3 separate regions of the Mus musculus genome follow, and all the other regions are linked to region 1. A link is a contact called in public HiCAR-type and promoter capture Hi-C data. All regions are on one chromosome and are shown on one strand. The core of a region is the stretch at or near the end of the contact, and the rest is flanking DNA. Distances in the headings are between cores, read along the strand shown.

Evidence for each region. Promoter capture Hi-C pulls out the DNA fragments that hold promoters and counts their contacts. HiCAR-type assays count read pairs that join an accessible place to other places.
Region 2: a promoter capture Hi-C map of hippocampal neurons shows a contact between it and region 1, with 16 times the contacts expected there. The contact joins the promoter of Hbs1l here to the promoter of Rps12 in region 1. A contact is called at or near these places in 2 of 39 promoter capture datasets (hippocampal neurons and liver), 1 of 484 Hi-C or Micro-C datasets (muscle stem cells) and 1 of 9 other capture datasets (adipose tissue).
Region 3: a contact with region 1 is called in a HiCAR-type map of astrocytes, with 2.7 times the contacts expected there. The contact joins the promoter of Aldh8a1 here to the promoter of Rps12 in region 1. A contact is called at or near these places in 2 of 39 promoter capture datasets (hippocampal neurons and pre-B cells) and 1 of 115 datasets of contacts at active chromatin or transcription factors (astrocytes).

What each region holds. Positions count from the first base shown.
Region 1 is chr10:23,785,952-23,788,471 of GRCm38.p6, forward strand. It overlaps Rps12 (ribosomal protein S12), which reads right to left and starts at 1,258. Exons shown (of 6, transcript NM_011295.6): 1 at 1,205-1,258; 2 at 1,043-1,093; 3 at 813-929; 4 at 1-53. The coding sequence starts at 1,056. It overlaps LOC115487513 (a small nucleolar RNA gene), which reads right to left and starts at 592; the gene lies at 519-592.
Region 2 is chr10:21,294,722-21,297,241 of GRCm38.p6, forward strand. It overlaps Hbs1l (Hbs1-like (S. cerevisiae)), which reads left to right and starts at 1,258. Exons shown (of 18, transcript NM_019702.2): 1 at 1,258-1,455. The coding sequence starts at 1,413.
Region 3 is chr10:21,376,035-21,378,554 of GRCm38.p6, forward strand. It overlaps Aldh8a1 (aldehyde dehydrogenase 8 family, member A1), which reads left to right and starts at 1,266. Exons shown (of 7, transcript NM_178713.4): 1 at 1,266-1,444. The coding sequence starts at 1,307.

The sequences.
Region 1 (2,520 bases), core at 8-2,507:
CATACATGGGCTCATCACAGTTGGATGCGAGCACACACAGATGGGCTTGGCGCCTAAAATGCAAAACTCAAAGGTGAAACCTTCAAGGGTCTTCACTGTGCTAGTAAACCTGACCACACAGGATTTACTGTACCAAACTGCAGACTAGCCATTCACTTTCCCTGTACAAACTTAGATACCAATACCACACATTATAATAGGAAACCTATTTATGGCCAAAGGAAACTATGACCACTTTCAGGGTATTTCCAACTTGAAAGCTGATCCAAAGCAGTCCTGTGCAGGAAGCACTGTAAATATTCACAACAGCATCCAAAATCACCTGACTTTACCTCAAACAGTAGAATACACGTGCATAAGCCTAATAAACCATGCATGTTCTCAAGTCTCCCGGATATAGCTAGATTTCCCCGACACCACAATATTGTCGTTTAAGTATTTGCAAACTAAATAATGATGCCCCCCCCTTTTCCATCTTCTAGCAAAACTACCGGACTATCTATCCCCACGAGCTACAGGTTTGTCAGACTAGCTGTTTCTCACCCATGAACGGGGTGAAGGGGTATCCGACAATTCAAGTCATCATGCAAACACTGTAGCTTTACAAAACTACTGCTCGTCATCCCCGATCCACACAGCAACCCACACATCCTAAGTGGGCTAGAGTTGATACCTTTTCCTAGGTTTCCTGCTGGCCGGATGACATTCAGAACTTTTGTGCTAACAGCATGAACTTCACGCTCTCTTCCCTTGGCTGCTGCAGTCTTTGTTCCGGCTGCAACACCCCACAGTATTGAGACTGAGACACGTACTTGTCTAAGGCTTTGGCAGCTTCGCGTATGCCACGTGCTAGGCCATCGTGGATGAGGGCGGTCTTCAGCACCTCTTGTAGAGCAGTGTTGACGTCCATTACACCTCCAGCAGCTATGCTGGAATGCAGACAGAGACGTTAGGACCCTCGGCAGGCTAGGGATGGGGAACTAGCATGGAGAAAAGCCCAGACCAGCGCCGCCCGCGGGAGGCCCACGCCCCACTCGCTCACCCTTCCTCGGCCATGGCGGTGAATCACGGGTGACGCCGAATCTTGAACGCACTGAAAGACAAAACATCAGTAAATCGCCCGTTAAGACCCAAGTACTTCACTTTTGAAGCCAAGGCGCAGTAGACACGCTATCGCCGGCGCACGAGCTGGGATCACACTCACCCCGAGCTTCCGCCTCCGCGCAAGTCGGCGGCGGCAGGGGAAAAGGCCGGCGGTGGCCGCATGACGGTATTTAAGCGCTCCGCTCGACTTCTGTGCGCATGTGCAACTCCTCCCACTAAAGAGGTGGCTCCGGTGGTGCCGTGCCTTAGGAGTTTCCACTTCCGCCTTTAGGAGCGTCCGTGGTAAGAACGCGGCTGGATTTCTAGCAGGCATCGCAGCGGGCAGCCTTTGCCCAGGGGGCGTGGACCACAGAGGTCCCACGATCCGCTCCTACGGAACACGAGAGGAGCCAAACTACTGCCGTTTTCTTCGCTGCTGAATTACTTTGTTTTAAGCAGTTTTTCCACGTCTTATCGTGAAGTTTCCTGTTGCCAATACTGGCCGATTAGGCTGAGTGTGTCCACATTTTGGTCCTTTGGTTTTTAGCCTCTCTGAGTGGCTGTGATTTGTGTATGATCACAAACCCCACTGCTTTGCAACGTGTTTAAGCAGACCTTGCGGCCAGGTCAGATCCCGGTCTGAATGCAACCGGTTCTGAATGAACATTTAGGTAATGACCCTAGTTTTTTTCCCGAGTCGCAGCTTCGCAGACACTGGATCCCTGAGGTACATGTTAAACTCTCACTGTGGATCTGTCACTAAATTCCACCGAGGATTCGGCTACCAGGAGTGGAACTCCAGAATCTTAAAGCCAGTTCCCGCCTACGCCGACAAATGCATTTTAATTTCGAAGGAATCACTCGCTCTTCTACTTCCAAAGCAAATACACAAGACATCTCTCTCAGAAGATATCCCCGAAGCCAACCAGAGCTTCTGATGGCCAACCTGGTGGATACAGTGATCATTGTCGGGCTCATGAATTTCATGAGGATATAAGAAAGTTGATGGAAGTTTTAGCTTTTCCAATAAACGTTTGGGTTTCACCCCTAAAGCCTCATGCTTGCTTCCTTACCCCTGCAATTCAAAAAAGTATTTAATAGGTGGTTAGTTTCTGTGGGCGTATTTCTGCCAGTGTCTATGGTGCTGTTTTAAAGATGAGAGACGGCGGACACTTAAAAGTCTGCATTTTAAAAGATAAAGCTAGTATTTTAGCCAAAGAGTAACATACCAGAATGCCACGGTGCTGGGGAGTGGAGATGATGTGGGAACGCAGGGGATTTGGAGTTTATGGCAGCATTTAAAAGAGGTTTTAACTAGAGTTCCAGCCAGGTAAGTGCAGGAAGAATATTCAGACAGGAAGAGAGAGCAGGAAGGCACACGTGCCTTTTGGCTGTTTTGGAAGTGATTTTGAAACATTACACAGTCGGAAAAGAATG
Region 2 (2,520 bases), core at 8-2,507, 2.5 Mb before region 1:
CAGTGCTGGTTGGCCTGGAACTCCCTGTGTAGCCAAGGATGACCTTGAATTCCTGGTCCTCCTGTCCCTGTCTACAGAGTACCAAGATTAAAGGAATTGAGCCACCAGGTCCAGCACATTTAGTACTCTTTAGCACTTAATGTCCTGTGCTAAGTCCTCTTACATGGGCAAATATTATTTATGAATTTGATAATGTATAAGATAATATCTTCACTTACAAAGAAATAGGCTGCAATGTGGAAATTATTTAAAGGTATAAAATAAAACACTTAAAAATCATAAAATTAGCATCTACTTTTTTTTTTTTTTGTCTATAAAGTTTTGCCTTGGAGCCATATGAAACATTGTGAGTTAAGAACACCATTGGGTAGTCAGTCAGAACTCAAATCTGAGCCCTTTACAAATATGGATTTAATTTGTGTTATCCTCATTGTTGTGGATTAGAAAAGCTGAGTAAGGTGGTGTTAGACATTCGCCTTTGATTCCAGGTCTTGGCATTGAAAGCACAAGCTACAATAAAATGGTTTGTTCAGTGTGATAATAAGGTTGATGTTTTTTACACAGCATTATTAGCCTTATGTTGTATGAAACAAGGATGTTTAATAACAGGTTATAGATTTATGTGTTATTATTACATCATAAGCACCCAAGGCTAGTTCTGTGTCTGAAAAGCTGTACTAAACACCCTTAGCAAGTTCACATATTTATGTATTCAATCAATGTCTAAGGCTTCCTTCTTAATTAATTCGTGCTAATGAAATATTTTACAAAGCTAAGGTCAGACAGTTGTTTACCAGAGCTGTTAATGAATTTAATATGGAGCCCATACCTGAAGCCATGAGTTACATGCGAAGCATATTGACCCAGTGTGGCTACATTTCAAAGCTAAAATTACTCATTCAAAAAGTTCCCTCTACAGCTTGGACTAATTATTATGCCAAATTTACACGTTTATTGATTGCCTATAGTGTTTACTAAGGCTTAAAAGCTGAAACAAAGTCCTTGTTTTTACTGAGCGAAATAGGCAGCTTTTCAGATGATCAAAAACCAAAGTTGGGAAATAATCCTGAAAACCGGTGTAGGTGAAGGATCCCGCTCAACAACCCTCTGGTTGCTTCATTTCTGGCCTTGAAGTCCACGTCAGTCAATTCGCTTGTGGGCGGGACCTCGCCCCCCCCCCCCCCCCGCCAGTTCGCGAGCGCGCACGCGTTCCCGGGAGGCCCGCAGTGACCCCGAGAGCTTGCCGTCGCCAAGTGCGCAGGTATGACGTCGCGCATGCGCGGACGCTCGGCGCAGAGGCCTGGCGGAAGACAAGATGGCGCGGCAGAGGTGTTCCGCCCGCGGTCTGCGCCTCGTCGGTTTCTGAGCCGAGTTTTTCTGGAAGGGACGGCGGCAGGCGCCGTCTGTGCGCGATGGCCCGGCATCGGAACGTCCGGGGATATAACTACGATGAAGGTGGGTGGTAAGGCCGCGCCGGCCGTGACCTTAGCTCTTCCAGCTGTCTCCATGGCCGCTTTACATCTCCCTGGAATCGAGCATGGACCCCGGAGCCACGCTCGCAATGGGATCTTCGGCGGAGAGGGAGCGGGCGGAGAGCGAGCAGGACCTGAGAGGAACACCCGGGGAGGAAGCCGGCGTGTTGTCTGCCTCCTAGCTGAGCTAGTTCACCGACCGGGCAGGGGTGTAGCATCTCCAGGGCCCATAGGTGTGGCGAGGTCGGGATCCGATGCTGTTCGTATCCAAGCGTCACCTCTTCTTTCCCTGTTTCCTGCGGGGATCCCGCAATGAGTTCCTGACGTCTGTCTCATAAGCCCTCCTTCAGACAAGCCCACGAGGCCGTAGTTAGAAAAGAGGCTGGCTTAGCGCTTACCTGCGGCCGGCCTACTACAAACGTCAGATTTATTTCGTTGTCCCCGTGTCCCTGCGTTTTTGACTGCTCCATTTTTTTCCAACGGATTTCAAAACTGGGGACGTGAGAAACAGAAAAGATTCTTGTTTAAAAGGGCTCAAGAAATTGGGTCGATTTGCTGATGTTCAGGTGTATAAATTCAGTTATTGGCAAACAGTGCTTAATGTAGATTGATTTTAAAAAGGAAATGGAAAAATAACACCAGCGGGGAGGTCATGAAAAAGGGACTCGCAGTTTGTTGGCATTGAGTGGATGATAATAAGCATCATTTAGCATCACAGAAGCTAAAAATAAACACAAATGTAAAGTGATGCAAGAATCCTAAAGACCTGCTGCTTTTTAAAATGGAGAAGATGCAATGTTTACGCAGGCGGTTGTTATTAACACCCCCTTTGGGGGGATTGTGAGCTTCAGTGTCCTCAACAGGTTTGACCAACCAACAACCTGGGCTGCATCTGGAGACTTTGACCCAGTCTGCCTGGAATATCTTACTTGGCAGGCATTCACTGTAAGAATACATAGTGTCTGTATAAAAGGCCTGGTGGACCACTACCACTAAGAAATGACTTTAGTCTGGAAGAGATTGTGTAGCTGTGAAATAAGGGACATTT
Region 3 (2,520 bases), core at 16-2,515, 2.4 Mb before region 1:
TTTTAAACATTCTACAAGGTAGAAATACAGAGAATGGAAACACAGCAATACAGCAGCCAAAACATTTCCACAACTGGTGAAAGACAAAGCCAGTGGTAGAAAAGCAGCCTCTTCCAGTCACGGTTAAGAACAAATTCTCACCAAATGCACTGTGGTGAAAATGGGACGCCAAAGACGACAGACAGCCGTCAGTAGGTGGAGACGTGAAGTACAGGAAGGATGGGGAGATAGCAACATGGAGAACAGAAGGAACAAGACCTTCAGAGGGTTACTTGCAAAATACAAAACAAGCGCTATGATGCACAAGAGAGTTTGGTTATCCATGGAGCCTCAGCAGAGTGAACGGTGGTGTGTCCTGTCCTCTCAGAGGCCATGTGCTGGTCTGTTCAGCTGTGACAGAATAACTGAAAATCGATCACTTGAGAGAACCTGAATTCTTGTTGTTCTGGAGACTGGGAAGCCCATGATGTTGGTGTGAGGAGATTGTGTATGGTAAATATCCCCTGCCTCTGCCACTTCCTCACCAGGCAGGGCAGCTGTGCTCCTGCGGCAGAAGGCACAAATGACCCATAGCCTGTTTCGAAGGCACCACCGAGGCCGTGAGCAGCACCTTAACTCCAGGAGTGCCCACTTAAACACTGCCACTGGAGGGTTAAACGTGCCCGAATTCTGAGCGTTCAAACCACGGCATTGCCGGGTAGTGAAGACGGCTCCCTTGCTCCTGTGGCCAGTCCCTACAGGGACATGGATGCATCCTCCTGAGATGGACTCACAGGCTGTTAGGTGTAAATGTAGCTAAAGTTTCTTCTCATTTCCTGTCAGTACTTGAGTGTTCATGTGTGACCTTGGCCACATTGTGTAACCTTCCAGAGGCTCAATGCCTTCCCTAGAAAGGAGGAAGTAAGGATTGCTGCATGGGACAATATTCTGTGGAGCCAATTTTCTTTATGCTTTGCACTTCGTGTTTAAACAGTGGGCACTTATGGTGCAGTGCCGATAAAATCATCTCACACACACACACACACACACACACACACACAGTTGATATGAAAGGACAATCTGAAGACATTGTACATATGTAACTTGATGTTAGTTTAATGCAGTGCCCATTTCTCAGAATGGACCATGAGTTGCCTTCAAGAACCATCCGAGTTTGGAATCAGGAAAGTTCTGAAGCGCAGCGGGTCTCCTCCTCCCAGGTTCGGATATGCAAATGAGGACACTGGGCCTGGGGGTGAGATGAGGGTGTCCAAAGTCCTGAGGGCAGTCACAGAGGGCTGCTGTACACAGAGGGCACTTTCCTAACATGGCTGGAAAAAGGGAACTTTTGATGTTGGAGAACTTTATAGGTGGGAAGTTTTTACCCTGTAACTCATATATAGATTCTTACGATCCATCAACAGGGGAAGTTTATTGCAAAGTTCCAAACAGTGGGAAAGAAGAGGTAAGTCTATTCACTTGGGAAACTAAAACGTATTTACTGTGTTGACAAATTGTAGACAACCATTTTCTAAAACTAAAGGGGAGAGGATGAAGGAAAATGTAGCATTTTATAAGGTAGTTTATCATATGAATGGACTGGTCTGAGCTGGAATGGCTCTGAGTTTACTATGTTCAAGAGAAAGTTGTTAGCTGTGGGAACAGTGGTTTTAATGTTTGTAATTCTCAGACAGATTGTAATAGTTATAGAGAACTCTTACGATATGAAATGCATCCTTCTCTCTACAAAGTGCCCACTGGCTCCATGGGTTTATAAAAATAAATCTTGAAAACTTAAATTGGGAACAAAACAAAAGCCCAGTACTTTATTTTAGACCATCATCTGATAGTTCCTCATATCTCTGAGAATACCCAGTCTAATAAAGCCAGTTATTTGAGTAATGAAGCTGAAAATTAAACTCTCATGTCATTTCATTAAACTTAACAACTTAAAAAATGAGGGTTCATGTCCCTTTCTCTTTCCTTTTTCTTTCTTTTCTAGTTATGAAGAATTAAGTCACTTGGGGAATTTTGTAAAATGCTTGAGATATATTTAATGTTATGAATTATTGCACTGAGAATAAAAAATGTTTGGTGTGCTGAGTGACTGATGTGTGTGTGGTTACCAAATGCAAACCGCCCATTGTTTATTCTTTTCAAGGCACAAACAACTCGATTATAATATAATTCCAATCTTCCTATATAAATATATCTTATATGCCAAGTTTTTTCTTCAAAAATTCAACTTTTTTTCTTCACTGGTAAATTTTAAATCTGTCTTCTAGAGGAAAAAAACAACTTTAGACTCTGTACTAAAGTTTAAGAATATTGGGTAACTTGTTAGTTACATTGTAACCAGCAATTTTGCTTGCTTCCAATGACCCAAACTGCATGAGACCAAGGCTTCTCTTCTCCATCTCCTGGTGTTTCCAAAGTGAGGAGATGCAGGTGGAGTGTGGTACCGGCTGGCACTTCTTCAGGAAATAGAATAAAACATATTTGCTTTTGCTTTTCCAGTAATATGTATGTTTTATTTTCTCA